Regions from separate parts of the Zea mays genome. Here region 2 is linked to region 1. A link is a contact called in public Hi-C data. All regions are on one chromosome and are shown on one strand. The core of a region is the stretch at or near the end of the contact, and the rest is flanking DNA. Distances in the headings are between cores, read along the strand shown. Region 1 has its middle 89 kb from the start of LOC103650745. Region 2 holds the start of LOC103650745 (BTB/POZ domain and ankyrin repeat-containing protein NPR5).

What was found. A called contact is a pair of places that touch in the nucleus more often than the background predicts.
Region 2: a contact with region 1 is called in a Hi-C map of ear, with 2.7 times the contacts expected there. The contact joins the promoter of LOC103650745 here to the enhancer-like site in region 1. A contact is called at or near these places in 6 of 25 Hi-C or Micro-C datasets (ear, leaf, root tip and 2 more) and 1 of 3 datasets of contacts at active chromatin or transcription factors (leaf).

What each region holds. Positions count from the first base shown.
Region 1 is chr3:151,994,874-151,999,251 of Zm-B73-REFERENCE-NAM-5.0, reverse strand. No RefSeq gene overlaps it. Among protein-coding and RNA genes, the nearest start is that of LOC103650745, 89 kb to the left of the region's middle. Within about 2 kb of position 2,926, at least 13 of the 20 cell types and tissues checked have an H3K27ac peak or open chromatin away from gene starts, as enhancers often do. A contact at or near this core is called in ear and tassel, where this site is marked.
Region 2 is chr3:152,084,176-152,088,878 of Zm-B73-REFERENCE-NAM-5.0, reverse strand. It overlaps LOC103650745 (BTB/POZ domain and ankyrin repeat-containing protein NPR5), which reads right to left and starts at 2,712. Exons shown (of 2, transcript XM_008676308.2): 1 at 1,432-2,712; 2 at 1-19. The coding sequence starts at 1,962.

The DNA of each region.
Region 1 (4,378 bases), core at 1,677-4,176:
CAGGCTGTCGGGCCACGACACACGCGCCCGCACGTATAGCAGCGGGCTTTAGATCTCTTGGGCCAACACTCCCCCCAAAAAGCTAGCCGATTAGGGGGTTGCACCCTCAACCATATAAACCATGCTTTCCCACCCTCACCACAGAATGTGGGACTATTCCCAACATGTGAATGTCCAACATCCACCTTAATCACAAAGATAGTTGATGGTGTTTTGCTTTGGCAAACACACCACACAACGATCACAGCTTCATTAAGTGCAGCTATTGGTAAAATGCATAAAAACTTAGCTTTTTCCCGAGAGAAGCTATTCTATCACAACAAAAACATCCACCATATGTAATGCATGAAAGGAATAGTACGACAAGAAGATAAACATCACAGCATATAATCATATCATATCATGGATAGTATGGCCTTTTTGGATTCATTGTGGTCTCCATTGCCATGCCTGCCTCTTGGCTTGTGGTGATCATTATTGCCATCATGCTTGAAGTGCCTCCATGTAACTATACAAAGCTACTACATCTAATAGCTAGGAAATGAATTACATGGAGAATCTTTGAAGCATCACATGTCGACACGTAGGTCGCTATACAATAATGAAACAACCACAATCTGGTTGTGATACTTTGCAACACGCAGGCATGCACAATTATTCCCGCATTAACTGTGATTCATCTAATTGATTGATTGCAAGTCAATCACGTTAGTGCTGTGATTGCACGACTAATTATTTGCCTTAGCTGCATCGTGTGTATGTAATGGAGGCGAGACGTCGCCCTTAGCACAGACTTAAACTCCTCGTTCCAAAGTGTCGTGTTGCCTTCGTCTTTTCCCTCCCACCGCCGATGCCAACGTGCCATCGGGGTTGGGAGAGCAGGATCTCCGTAGCCTACGTCCCCTCATGTCCCTACACGGGGTAGGGGTCGTATCAGGTTTTTGGCAAGCGCTTCATGACTGTTCGCTGGTCGTATGCTTCCTCTACGACGCCGTTGAGGTTTTTTGTCGATTTGTTTCGTCTACTCTTACATTATTCTAGCGTCGTTAACCCCACTATAAAAATGTCTATACTTTTTCCGTCTCTTATTTTTATTTCTTTAGTCACTAGCACTAGATTATGAAATGCTAGTGAGTTATATATATATATATATATATATATATATATATATATATATATATATATATATATATATATATATACACTAGAAACATATGGCTGCTCCTTTTATAATTGTTAGAATCGGTGTTTCATCACTAAGTTGCTTTTATTTCTAACAATTGAGACAAGCGCAACGTACAGCGCCGCCATTAATAGGCTTTGGCTCCGGCCGAGACATTAGGCGCTGTGCGCAATTAGTTGGCCCTAAATGTGGTGAGTAGGCGTGCAGTCATATGGTACGCCACAGTTCATCGCGTGTTGGGTCTTGAATTCACTCTTGGGTGCAGGGTGGTAGTACGGTGGTAGCCGTACCTACTACGTACGACCTGTAGGTAGCTGCTGCTGCTGCTAGGAGCTAGCTACTGCTAGCTCTAGCTCGATCGTGCGTGCTGACAAGTGAAGGGTGAGGGTCGGGTCGGAGGCCGAAGCCCCGAAGAGAGACCTGCCCGGCCCCGGCCGGCACGGCCTAGCTTGTGTGCGCGCCCGTTCGCGCACAGCACTGCACACTGCACTGCACTGCTCGCCATAGCTTCCTCTGTCCGTGCGCGCCATGGGAATGTCGTCGGGCGCCCACTCTAGCTATAGATCATCGGATGATCGTCTCCCCAGCACGGTCGCTATACTGGAGATGGATGGATGCAGCTAGTGGCAGTCTGGACCAGCTAGCTAGTCATGGACTGGATCTGGAGCGAGCTATTCTGTGGAGACGACGACAGCGAGTGGCAGCAGCTCAAGGACCATCCAGTGCAATCCAATTCCAATCCAAGCTAAGCAATGGACAGTCACAGTCCGCCTGGCTCACCATCATCGATCGACCTGGTGCTCCGACATGCATTGTTCATTTTTGTCAAGCTAGCACACAGGGGACACGCGCATCTCGGATCCCCTCAGCTCTCACGGTCCATGCACAGCAGGCCTAATGGATGGGATGCGATGGGTGGAGGATGGATGGCGCCAGAAAAGGTTTATGGACATCATAATCTCGCACCGACTGCGAGCGGATCTGCATGCGGAGGCGCGCGCCGAGCCAGCCACAGCATCTGATGCGCAACGTCTTGTCCATGTCCTCACCGTCTGTCTGTCTGTCGCCTGTCTAGCTGCCTGCCAGTCCTCCAGTCGGCCCACGTACTGCCCACTGGCCACCACCCAAGATCCAGCCAGCCAGCCATCCCTCAACCACGTACATGGGGACTTGCACTCCTAGCTAGCTTGGCCGGCCGGGGGCATCGCATGAGGACAAATGTGTAATCACACAGGCCACAGGAGCCATTGGTCAAACCAACTGTTTCCCCCCCGCAGCTTTTCGTCACCAGCCCGGCCCAAGCCGCTTGCTACAGCCAGCAGCAGCGGACCTGAGGTCGCAACGCAATGCAATGCAAAGTGCGCGCCGGCGTGATAGCTACGCGCGCGACGCGACGAGAACACGGCCACATGCGTGCATTGCCACGGAGTCTCACGTCGCGGCATGTGAGGAGCTCCCCCGGTTCACTCGCCCGTGTCCGCCGCGCCGACCCCGGCCGGCCGGCCGTCTCATCGCTCTCTCTCCGGCTAAACAAAGCTCCGATCGATCGATCCATGCGTACGTACGTCGGTCTTTGTCCTCTCCCCGCCCGGCCGGCGCGGCCCGTCGTCACGTACGGCGATGGAAAACGAAAATGGCCCAGCGATTCTGCGAGTCACTGCGACGAATACGTACTCCTTCCTGCTACTGTTTCAGTCTCGCCGCGTACAGTGGTGGCGCCGGCATGCATGCATGGTCCACGCTTCAATTCTGGCGTATTTATGTACGTGGTACTCGGTACGCAGGCATGCGTGCGCGCGCATATATATGGTCGATCTGTACCGTATTTAACATCGCTGCTGTGGTACTACCTCGGTATATATAGTACGTACTCCCACGTCTTCATTCTAAAACAATACAACTCTAAAATCTATTTAACAGAGTCCTTTAAAAACATTTAACTAAGTTTATACAAAGATATTCCATGGTTGATACAATAATCAAATAGTATAGCCACTTCATCTTATCATGTAGTCACACCATCACGTTTAATGTTGCCAATGCAAATTACCTATAGCTAACGCGTGGTGTTTTTGTGCATGTCGTCATGGACAGACAAAGGAGCACGTGGAGTACCGGGAAAAAGATATTAGGCTGTCTCCATCGTCTATCCTTATCTCATCCCCGATCTATGGCATCCTCTATTTCAAATTTCACTTTGTAAATAGCGTAATCTTGAGTGTAAATTAAACCCTACATTTTACACTATATGGTGTAGACAGCCTTAGAGAGCGGGAGCGTGGGCGAGCAGTGCGTTTAATCTGAGCACGACCGAAAACCAGCACACTAGCAATCTAAAGATGTTTGGACTGTAGTGTGGATAATACTCTACATCCTCTTACTACTCATGGATTTATATGAACATAAAGGTAAATAATATTACAAGCTTATAACTTAACTTAGCACCATGACCTCCTAACTGCCTCTTTCCACTTGGTTCGGATGATAGTTCTAACATATTGGTTATAATCCATCTTTATGTCTATCCTTAGAAATGAGCAAGAATCTCTACGGGCGCGATTGGTAGCTAGACTCTAGGACGCCGGGCTCGCTGCAGCCTGGATGGCCAGAGAATCTCCTTTCCCACGTCTCCACACATGCATGCTTGCATACCAAAAAAACGTCTGGGCTGCATCCGTTCGTGCAGACTAGGGTCCACAGGTGCAGCCTACCAATCACCAGACATGCACAGTCAACGACATGCACAGGGCCTGCGCGCACTCAGTTGGGTATCCAATCACGCGGTATGTGGATGTGCCATAATTGACTCCCCATCTAAACATTACCTTGCTCCCCATTTATAGATCAGGGAAGGAGAGCGGTTTACATCATTTGAATGATCCAAGGGTCTGACCGGCTAAGACACAACAACGTCGATCTTATCATGTTCGTGAAGCCGTACACATAGTTGTGACACAACAACCTACAAGCCCGTCAGACTGCGGTACATTTATGACCCGCGTGTCCCTTGACCAGCGGCACACTCATAACCTATCGGTACTAGGCCTGAGTGCGCATGCCGTTGGCAGGGCGTAACACGACGAGCGTGTCGAGATCCAGGCTACGAAGGCCAGGGGTTGCCATATTCCAAATGACGGGGCTCGGGCCCACGCTACTGCGTCGTTCGTAATAAAAATATGGGTCAGTCAGGCGAAC
Region 2 (4,703 bases), core at 1,463-3,962, 90 kb before region 1:
CCATGCCGGCCAGCTGCTTCTGCGAGCGCGACAACAACCCAAGGAATGAATGAATTCTTCAACAGTCACTCTCCATGTGCAAGCTTGCTCGCTTTCACTGTGACTCACTCAGTGTAGCAGCCGCATTGCAAAAGCACACAGGCATGGAGCACACAGGTACATATAAAGGGGAGAGAGCGAGACGAGACGAGACGAATCCCTCCCTCAGATAAGCATCAGCACATACAGTGAGTGTGAGTGCAGTCTGCAGTGGCCCTGTGCATAAAATATAGAGAAAGGGTGCAAAAGTATGGGAGTATCATGGTGCTGATTGGGGGAGCAAAGTTTTATGGGGGGAAATCAAAGGAGGAGCGAGGGAATTAAACAACTAAGGGCTAGTTTGGGAGCTATAAATCCGGAGAGGATTGGAGGGGCTAAATTACCATCCTTATTCAAAATTGAATAAGAAGGGGAATTTAGCCCCTCCAATCCTCTCCGGGTTTATAGCTCCCAAACTAGCCCTAAGACTAGGTATGTATAGGATCGGAGAGACCCAGAGGCCAGGAAGCATGACGAAACCCTAGACGAAATTGCAAATCAGGGGAGGGAAAACCAAAAGAGGGGTCTTTTTTTTCTCTCCCTTTCTCCAAGTTCCAGTTCACAGCAGGATGCATGCTGCTAGCAAATTGCACAAACTTGCAGTTGCAGTTTGCACTGCACGGCGTACGGAGAGCCAAAGCAAGCCATCCTCGTGCTGCAACTGTGCGTGGTGTGCGTGGGCGGCAGCAATGGCGTCGCGGATGTGGTAGAGAAAGAGAGAGGATAAATGGCAGAGCGATGCCTCCACTCCTCTCCAACAGTGCTGGAAAGATAAAGAGAGATCTCTGTGCAACGAACCCTAAGAGTGAAAGGAGAAAGCGCGGCAGCCGCAGCAGCAGGCCGACGGACGGACGGACGGACAGAAAGACGGATGTCCAGGAAAGAAAGCTAGGAGCGCACAGGTACGCACGCGTGCGCAGGGGGACGACGGCGACGATGACCGAACACTGTCTGAGTGCCTCCTGCTGCCTGGTGCCTGCTGCTGCTCCGACTCATCATCCTTCACTTCATTTAAAAAGGGGGTACCGAGATCAAATCAATGCTGCAGAATGCTCGGCAATCCCAACATAACCGACTCCAACTCCCGTCTTGATCCCCACAATCCTCAATTCCTTCGAGCAGCAGACGCGAAAAAAAATAAATAAATTGGAAGCAAGAAACCGATGCTGTTGTTTTCCCTCCTCTCGTTGTCTCTGTTATTTATTTAGAGTATTATTTATGTTTTGCCCGGAGTAGAGGAGGAAGAAGAACAGGAGCATCAGCAACGGACCCGAAGAAATAAGCGTGTGAAGAATTGCAGTCGTGAGGGAAGAGGGAGATGCTGGAATTGGTTGGTTAGTTTGGTATGGTTACCTGGGTGAGCAGCGCGAGCTCCTCGACCCCGAAGGAGCGTGCGGCGGCGAGCGTGTCGAGCGCGAGGTCGACGGCGGCGGCGCAGTGCGTGTGCCAGCACGCGCGCTCGCCGCAGCCCGGCCGGGGATCCCCCTTCTGCGGCACCAGGGACACCTGGCCGCTGTAGAGGAACTGCAGCAGCAGCAGGAACACCTCGTAGCTGACGGAGTTGACGGGTATGACGGCGCCCGGCGCCGCTGCCGCGGAGGCTCCCGCGCCGCCGGCGCCGCCGCGCGGGGAGGAGGAGGAGGCGCCGCCGGACGGGGAGCGCGGGCTGAGGTGGTCCAGCAGCAGCGCGCCGGGCGCGGCGGCCTGGTCGGCGGCGGCGGCGCCGCAGAAGAACTTGCGGAAGAAGAGGCTGCGCGCGGCCAGGATGCAGCGGTGCGCGTGCACCAGGCGGCCCTCCACGCTGAACGTGACGTCGCTGAAGGCCTGCCCGTTGATGAGCAGGTTGAGGTAGTCCATGGACAGCGACTTGAGGGTGTCCTCCATGGCCGCCGCCGGTCGAGAGGCAAGCTGCTGTGCCGGCCTGCTCGACTCTACTCGTGTCGGTCGACCTTCCTCCCGCCTCCGAGCGGTCTACCTTCCGCTTCTGTACTCTAGCTGCTAGCTAGCTAGGGTGGCGGCGGAGCTGGCGAATTGGGTGGATGGATCAGAGAAAGAGAGAGAGAGAGGGGGGAGTGGAGAGGCGCGCGAGGGGGACCAGCACGGACGGAGAGCAGCTCGATCGATCGCTTTGGTGCTTGCTGCTTGGGCGACTGAGCCTGCTGGCGGCTGGCTGGGAGAGTCAGGGGGGGGACTGGAAGCGGTTGCAGCTGCTGCTTGCTTTCTTGGCTCAGCTTCTGCACGCAGCTGCTCAAACTGAAGCCGCCACCGCCTGTGCTGCATCATCCCCGTCTCTTTTCACCACCACCATCATCTCTTCTTGTTCTTCTTCTTCTCTTCTGTCTGTCACCGGCCACACTTCCTCTCCTCTCCTCCTCCGATCCCTTCGCTTCTTCCACTACTGCTACTTGTTTGTGTGTGCAGCACAGCAGCGTTGTGTGCCTCTCTCCCCTCCTTTTCTCTCTCTCTCTCTCTCGTGTAGCTCTTGAGAAAAAGAGAGACGGGTAGAGGAGGGACTAGAGGTGGACTTGGGGATGGCTACTGTTACTGTATGTGGGTGGCTGGCCAGGCCGATGGAGATTTTTTTTTTTGGAAGGGAAGGCTGTCTCGCAGTGAGGGGTTTGAGGCGTGCGTATCAGCGTATGTTTATATGGGTGGGTGGCTGTCCTGCTCCTGCCCGCCTGGGGGGCATAAATAATTGGTGCTTTCTCTGCTATCCTATGCACTGTGCACTATGCTGCCTGCGTTTAAGATATGCACACAAGTTTAAAAAAAACAAAAACAAAAAAACAAAATTTAGAGCATCATTTGCTAGTTTCAAATTGCAGATCCTTTTTCGAAACATTGCAGATCATTTTCAAAGCCAGAGACGATCGACTTATTGCAGTGTGGGACGGGGAGCACGCACATGCATGCGTACAGTTCGTCAGGGCCCTTGGAAACAGTTAACTCTCAGTGGATGTAGACATAGCGTGTGACGGAAATTAAGAGAGTTCCAAGCTTTGACAGTTTGGCCTGTAAATTAAATGCCACAGATCAACTGATGTCTGGACTGATGAATTATCTGCTCCCGGCCGGCCCCCCTGCATGGTTGTATGTATGTCTATTAAATGTTCTGCTGCAGGGAGCCATGTCGTGTTGTGATACTGCTGATTTATTTATTTTCCATTTAATAAATTAATTAATTTCTATAATGTAAATGTTCTGCGTGCATTTTGTTTTTGTATAATGTAAATGCAGCTCGATATATATTTTTATACTAGAGACATACAGTCATGCACTCATGCTTAGCTTGATTAGATTAATCAACGACTAGCTATAGGCTAGTATACACATACACATACACATTAATATTATATATATATATATATATATATATATATATATATATATATATATATATATATATATATATATATGTGGTTCGAGCGACGACACACATGCACATATATATGTTGCGTGTCGCTATTAATAAATATTACAGCAGAAACTGTGGGGAAGCCGGCGTTAACACGTTATATATTGCTAATAATAACTGGTGGGTGACACATCACAATTCCTAACTATCCGTATTTTCTTTCTTCTGATCTTTATATGTACTTTCGTTTTTGAATATTTGTTGTTGTCTAATTTATTTTTAACTAAAACGTGATAAATAAAATAGAGGGAATATTTTTTATTTAATATATACACACATAGGCTTTTGTAGCAAGTCAAAATACAAGGTGGAGAAATATGGGCAAAAGGTGATAACAGTCTGAGCCCGTTTGGATCCATCTAACTAAATTTTAGTCCTACCCATTAGATGTTCTAATACTAATTAAGAAGTATTAAATATAGTTTAATTACAAAACTAATTACACAGATAATGACTAAACGATAAGATAAGTTTATTAAATCTAATTAGTCTATGATTTGGTCGTCATGCATGTGATGCTACAGTAAACATTTGTTAATCATGGATTTAGCTAGTATATTTGTCTCGTTGTTTAGTCTCTATATAATTAGTTTTTATAATTAGACTATATATATTTATAATTTTAAATTGGTATTCAAATATTTGATTTTACAGGGATTAAACTTTAGTCAGAAAAACTAAACACACCAAAATGATTTGGTGATAATTGCGCCCCACCTAGCAGCTTCCCAGAAACAAATGCCCGCCTTCAAGCTCTCCAGCAACGTATCGGCCCAGGCATGCCGTGCCCTTTACCAGCAGCGTGCAAGATGACAAGGAAGACAGCATCTGTTACATTCAGGACTTGAGATTTTAGATATAGGCGCGTATATATAATAATATGTGTGATGCTGGGATATAGTTGTATATATACATATACAGACATATATATAGAGTAGGGCAGCTATGCATGTATGTATATATATCGCCGATCATTCTTCTTTCTGTTGACTAATTGGACAAAGATTCCTCATCATGCATGTGTGCTTGTTTGTTAATCGCCCAAATTATCCCAACCCATTATTTGGTGATGATTAGGGAGCACATAAAGTATTAGGAAGAGATCTTGGCTAATTACCTTTTTGCATGGTTCCGTATATATATAATAACGATTGATCACTTGAGAAAGCTACATGTTGTTTATTATGTTGGCCTTATTGACTTTTTAGTT